Regions from separate parts of the Mus musculus genome. Here region 2 is linked to region 1. Evidence: chromatin contacts called from public Micro-C data. All regions are on one chromosome and are shown on one strand. The core of a region is the stretch at or near the end of the contact, and the rest is flanking DNA. Distances in the headings are between cores, read along the strand shown. Region 1 overlaps 1700024I08Rik (RIKEN cDNA 1700024I08 gene). Region 2 overlaps Ercc6l2 (excision repair cross-complementing rodent repair deficiency, complementation group 6 like 2).

Region 1 (3,322 bases), core at 79-2,578:
GCAGATGGGGCAGAGCACAAGTTCAAAGGATACCACTGATGTTACAGAGATGTTTTCTCTGCTATCTATTTTAATTATGCAAATGTAACTGGAGATGGATAACAAACACATTGTGGTTAAGAGTTGTGTTTAGAATATTCTAGAGGGATGCAATGAGCAGGGATTTTCGTCTTATTGCAAAACTTGCCAGAAATTACAGTTAGGGGAGGAAGAAGAGCTACTCAGCACTGAAAGGCCCTTACATGTCAAGGGGCATCTGAAAACCCAGGGCTGTTACTCATGTCCCTGTCACTGCCGAGCCTGTGTGCAACAGATGGATCCAAACACCACATTCCTTTGCTGTTGAAATATCACAGTGGCAGTAATGGTGCCCTCTGGGGCTGTGGTTATTGTGGTCAGCAAACTGCTGACACCCAGCCCTGAGCTCAGGGCTTCATGGGTGTGCTGGTGCCATGATAACCCCGGCCCACTTTGTTCTGGGAATGGCTCCCCTCTCCTTGGGTTTTCTGGATGCAGGTTTTCTCCGTGAAAGCATTTATGTCCTGAGAACAGCTTTTAGGGCCCGCCTGGGCTCTGCAAATTAAAGGCACTAATTTAAAACCGCAGCTATTTACCTATTTCTTCATAATGAAAAATAAGAGCTGACATCTGGTAAGAAATGTCCCCTGCAACCCAAGGAAGTGACTCTTCTTTTTCTCATCATGAAAGGGACAGATCTCCATTGGTGGCCTTTCTTATTTACACCACACACATGGTAATGGCTCCACATCCAGCTCCTTAGTATAAACAGAAAAGATGGTCTTTTTCTGGGGAAGTTAATGAATTGAAAAACAAAGCTGTTCTGTATACCCACTCATTCCAAACGAATAAAAGAACTACAGTGCTCCAAGTCTCGGGCAAAACAGTTGCATTCAAACTAATTTTGCCCCTTCCACTCTCCTTCTCCCCACTTCCCACCCCCACCCCTTTTTAAGAAGAAAAAGAACCATTTAATCACCTTATAAGGGAAGAGAGCATTAAGGAAGCAGAGCAAGAGTCTGAGGCCCAGATCTTATTCTTGGCTGGGACAGGGCTCACTGGGCGATCCTAGGCTGTCCCTCAACTGTGCTTTTCTGTTGATGCAGCTGTGATAAGGGGACGCAGATGTGTGTGTGGTGCCCATGTGCAGCCTTTGGTGAGACGTGGAGCTAAATCAGGAGGGCCTGTTTTGCTGTTTGCAGCTTGGGATTTGAGGCTGAAATACTAGTGGGTCTCAGGCTCAAAGCCGGGAAAGTAGATGCACACACAGACAAGGCCTGGGGTGGGGCTCTGGGGTTTTGGAGTGAGGTTGCCATGGCAAACCCAGCACCCTGTGTCTGACTTTATAAACATACATCACAGTGTGGTCATCTCTTTACCAGTGAATTATGGTGTGTGATTTCACATGATGTTTCCTGTGATGTAGTCAAAGAATAAAAACGAAACGGCAACTAGGGAAGTAACTCAGTGAGAGCTGACATCTGGCAAGAAATGTCCCCTGCAACCCAAGGAAGTGACTCTTCTTTTTCTCATCATGAAAGGGACAGATCATGGGGACCAGAGTTTGATCCCCAGGAGTCACATGATTGTAATCTCAGCACTTGCAAAGTGAAAACAGACAGATCCCTAGGACTTTTCCAGCCTCATCTACTTGGTCACTCCCAGGACAGAGAGAGATTCTGCTCAAAAAATTAGGAGGTGGATGGAACTTAAGCATTGACACTTGACATTGTTCTCTTACATCCACATAAACATACACATTCATTCACACAATATATGCACACATTCACACACACACATATATACACATTTACATACACACAAATATATACACACATTCATCTATACCAGAATGTGTACACCTACATACACTTAAACACACATAAGCACACATAATACATACATACACATTCACATATATACACATATACACACACTCACACACATACACACACTCTTACACATATACACACATAAATACACATACACTCACACACATTCACACAGAGACTCTTACATACATACATGCACACATACACTCATATATATACATATACAGACATACTCTTAAACACATATACATACACACATACACTCTCACACACACACTCTTACACACATACACTCACATATGCATAGAGACATAATCTTACACACACGCATATATATACACACTCACAGACATACATTCTCTCACACATTCACACAATACATATACACCCTCAAACACTCACACACTCTCACACACATACACTCTCACTCAGACACAGACACATAAACACACAGACACACACAGACACACACAGACACACACACACACATACACAGAAAAGAAATAGGAAGAAACAGAGGAAGAAAGGATGGTGGTCATGTCCCACGGGGCAGCATCTGGTATAGAGATGCAGTTTTGCTCTGTACCCAGGCAGGCCTCTAAGATTTCCCCCTTCTGGACTTTCTGGCATCCGTCCATGGAAGATTCTGGAAGACTGCTAAGGTTTGCCTGGGATGGTTTCTAGTGTGCCCCTTCCCTTGCTTCTTCTATTGGTTCCTGCCCACTTCCTTCTGAGGGCTTCCCCACTGTCAGGAGCTTTCTTCCCTCTTCCCAGAGCTGCCCAGACCTCAGCTTGCCCAGGTGCTCTGAAGAATGTCTTCAGGGAACATTGGAGAATCTTCAGCTGAGTGGTCCGGGGGCTAAGCCTGAGAAGAGGACTCGGGATTCCCCACTCTCGGTGTACTGCTGTAGGGATCTTTGAACTGTAACTGTAGCAGGGTATTTAAATGGGGAGCAAACTCTCAAAGCAAATCCTCTATGGTCTCCCCGCCTCCACAGATGCCTTATGCATGCCATCTTTCCAGTGCTTTTTACTCAGAAGACTCTTGAAGATTTTTAAAGATGCGCTCTGCTGTACCCATTTTGCAGATGGGGAAACTGAAAATGAGTTGGCCCCAAAGCCACACCCCTTGTGAAAAGCTAATGGTTGATACTCAGTAGTTGGACACTGATGCTAATGTCTGTTCATTCTCTCCCGGATGGATGCTGAAATACCAAGGGGAATGGGGCCAGTTATGAGTACTAGTTGTATGACTTTTAGGAAGTACAACATGTCAACCACTACTGTGTATCAACTCATTTAATTTCCACAGTGACTCTGTGAGGATGATATAATTATCGGCCCCATTTTACAGATGAGAAAACTAAGGCTTCAGGGTTAGGAGTCTGCCCAGAGGCCACATAGCTAAATAGCAGGAAACTTAGGAAGGGAAATCCAGACAGACTGGCTCCTAACGACCCTGTTTGGCAACC
Region 2 (2,951 bases), core at 183-2,682, 180 kb after region 1:
CTACACAGAGAAACCCTGTCTCAAAAAAAAAAAAAAAAAAAAGTGCTACAGGCACCTTAATTGTTAAATTTTATTTATTTACACATTAGGCTTTCTATTATAGTTAAGACTCGTTTAAATTTTTCCTATGATATATATATGTATATATGTATATATATATGTGTGTGTGTGTGTGTGTGTGTGTGTGTGTGTATTGGTACCAGTATTAATCCAATACAGGATTATCAACTGGTTTGTTTACTAGAGCGAAATTAGAAGCTTAAGGAATTATTACAGTGCTTTTAAAAATAATCATTTGAGCTTTGTAGCTGCAGGTGTCAGCGGTTGGAAGTAGTGGAATTTTATGTAGCAAGTAGGTGTTTTCCTAACTACATGATGTAGAAGTATCTTGTGTTTTGTGCTTTGTGATTGCTGGGCAGTTCAGGGCTAAAACAGCAGAGTGTTGAGGACATTGCCAGGGCTGTTTGAGGGATATTTTACAGGCCTCAGTTCTAGCCTCCTCTTTTATGACCACAATTTCAAAATAAATTATTAGAGCCTAGAAGCAAAGCAGTAAAAAAATACAGCTACTTTTAAAATCTCTTTTAGATAAAAGCTATGAGTTAATTTTTTTTTCCATTTCCTAAAAAGCTCTCATCTTGACATTCTTTGGGCATGTGTACAAAAAGGACAAAATACAAACAATAAAACAAAGTCCCACCGATCAGACACAGTTCCCTGGTCATAAACCCATGATCCCTTCCATCAGTGCCATCAAGTACTCTTTTAAAGGAGCAATAAACCTCCTTACATGCCCAAACATTTTGAAATTAACAAAGAAGAAAAATCTATGGAAGACCATTAACCATGATTTCCACAGACAAACATCTCTATTTCAGATTTCAATTTAAAGTTTGTTACTTAAATCTCAGCAGCTCTTATATTGTTGAAAGTAGAAAGTCATTTCTAAGTTGGCCTGGACCAATATATTTGAACTTCTTTTCCACTTACTTCTGAAAACATTGTGATAATAACATAATTTTTTTAAAAGTTTCAGAATAAAGCAAGCAGTTAAGCATAGTAGTTTATACCTGTAATTTTAATAACACTCGGGAGACTGAGATAGAATTAGCATAAATTGTAGGCCATCCTGGGCTACAGAGTTAGCCTTTGTCTCGAGAAAACAGAAAAGATAATAATTTTAAAATAAATCAAGCATACCCATGTGTCATGATGAACAACTTTAACCCCAGCACTGCAGATTCAAGAGGAGGTAGATTTCTATGAATTCAAGACTATCCTGGTGAGCCCCAGGCCAGCCAGGGCGACAAAGTAGGCACTGTCTGGAAATAGGGAAAGTGGAGCAGGAAGGCATACATGCACACATAGCTAGGAGGCTGAAGCAGAAGAATCACAGGTTTGAAACTAGCCTGGCTATGTAGCAAGACTGTCTCAAAAAATAGAGGAAATAAGAAAGAAGTATTTCCTGTTCTTAGTGTGCTGTTGATAATAGAACCATATTGCTTCATAGTGATGAATTACGTGATAAATATTGTTGCCTCCTAGATGGTGTTCAGGAAGTGGCTTATATCCACTCAAATCAGAATGTGATCGGCTCAAGCAGAGCTGAGAACCACATGAGCCGATGGGCAACGCGTGATGTGTTTGAGTTGAAGCAGTTTTCCCAGCTCCCTGCTAATGTAGCTGTTTGCAGTTCTAAGGTAAGAAACATTAGTTTTTATCTTATTTCTCACAAAAGTTTATCAATAGGGTCCTCTTTACGCCCTCAAAATAGCTGTTAAATCTGTTAAGAGACACAGCTAAGTGTTGAAAAGCCATATAACATAATAGTTGTAATCACAAATGTTTGGAATTTGTGGTGATTTAAATGAGAATGGTCCCCAGGCCTCATATGTTTGAATGCTAGGTCCCCAGTTGTTGAAACTGTCTGGAAGGATTAGGAGGTGTGAGTAGCCTTGTTGAAGGAGGTGTGTCACTGTGGGCAGGTTCTGAGGTTTCAAATGATTCTAACCATCTTCAGAGTTCTTTCTCTGCCTCTGAATTATGGATCAAGTTGTGAGTCCTTAGCTTCTGCCTACCTTAGTTAGCACTTCTGCCTACCCTATCACTGGTCTGCCTGCCTGCCTGCCTGCCTGCTAGCAGCCTCCCTGCAGTGATGGTCATGGACTCTAACCCTCTGAAACGCTAAGCGCCACATAAACCTTTTTTCTTTCATATGTTGCCTTCATTGTGGCATTTTATCACAGCAAAGAAAAGTAACTAAGACAAATTAAGTGACAAACCTAAATTAAAATGCCCAATAATACTGAGTTGACTAATAGTTTCACTTTTTAAAAATGAGCCTATGTCCCCAAATTCAAAGCAACCTCTAAGGGTTGTACATATTAATTCATAACCCTAAACTACTACTTCTTCTATGAAAGAAGAAAAGTATAGAATTCAGTTTCTTCCGGTTTTTGTTTGTATTGTTTTGTTTTGTTTTGTTTTTGAATCTGAAAGATACATACACAAAATTCTAGGATTTCCTATTATCTTTTATGAAGGATTTTCATAATGTTAAAATAATAAATTCTGTGGATTTTTCCTATTTAAGATTGCTGTTACATGGAAATAAAGCCTTACGTAAATATAATTTTTTGTTTATATGTGGTCATTTTCATCAGAGGCTTTTAAATATGTATCCATTGGTGTATTCATCTAGAAGCTTAATGTTTATTGTTGTATGGGTAGGGGCTAAAAGTACATGTTGCATATAACAGTGATAAAATGTAATGTTGCTTTTAAGGATGAAGAAGGGGAAAATCCCTCTAAACTTTCCAGCTGTCTTCATTAGGATTCAGAATGTCTTAACAATAAAACCAGAGTGCAAAGTAAAACTCATGACTACAGAAATATGAGTTTAAAAGTTGAGGATTGAGAGAAAGATAGACTATGGATGGATAGAGCAATGT

What was found. Hi-C and Micro-C count contacts between places; a contact is called where the count stands out from the background.
Region 2: a Micro-C map of macrophages shows a contact between it and region 1, with 4 times the contacts expected there. The contact joins two enhancer-like sites. A contact is called at or near these places in 2 of 15 datasets of contacts at CTCF or cohesin (the G1E-ER4 cell line and pro-B cells), 3 of 484 Hi-C or Micro-C datasets (the G1E-ER4 cell line and macrophages) and 1 of 9 other capture datasets (adipose tissue).

The regions. Positions count from the first base shown.
Region 1 is chr13:63,700,628-63,703,949 of GRCm38.p6, forward strand. The region is part of intron 4 of 1700024I08Rik (RIKEN cDNA 1700024I08 gene); the gene reads right to left. Among named protein-coding and RNA genes, the nearest start is that of 1700024I08Rik, 32 kb to the right of the region's middle. Within about 2 kb of position 1,329, at least 114 of the 459 cell types and tissues checked have an H3K27ac peak or open chromatin away from gene starts, as enhancers often do. A contact at or near this core is called in the G1E-ER4 cell line and macrophages, where this site is marked.
Region 2 is chr13:63,875,834-63,878,784 of GRCm38.p6, forward strand. It overlaps Ercc6l2 (excision repair cross-complementing rodent repair deficiency, complementation group 6 like 2), which reads left to right. Exons shown (of 19, transcript NM_001013608.3): 17 at 1,546-1,700. Among named protein-coding and RNA genes, the nearest start is that of Gm46423, 29 kb to the right of the region's middle. Within about 2 kb of position 1,433, at least 19 of the 459 cell types and tissues checked have an H3K27ac peak or open chromatin away from gene starts, as enhancers often do. A contact at or near this core is called in the G1E-ER4 cell line and macrophages, where this site is marked.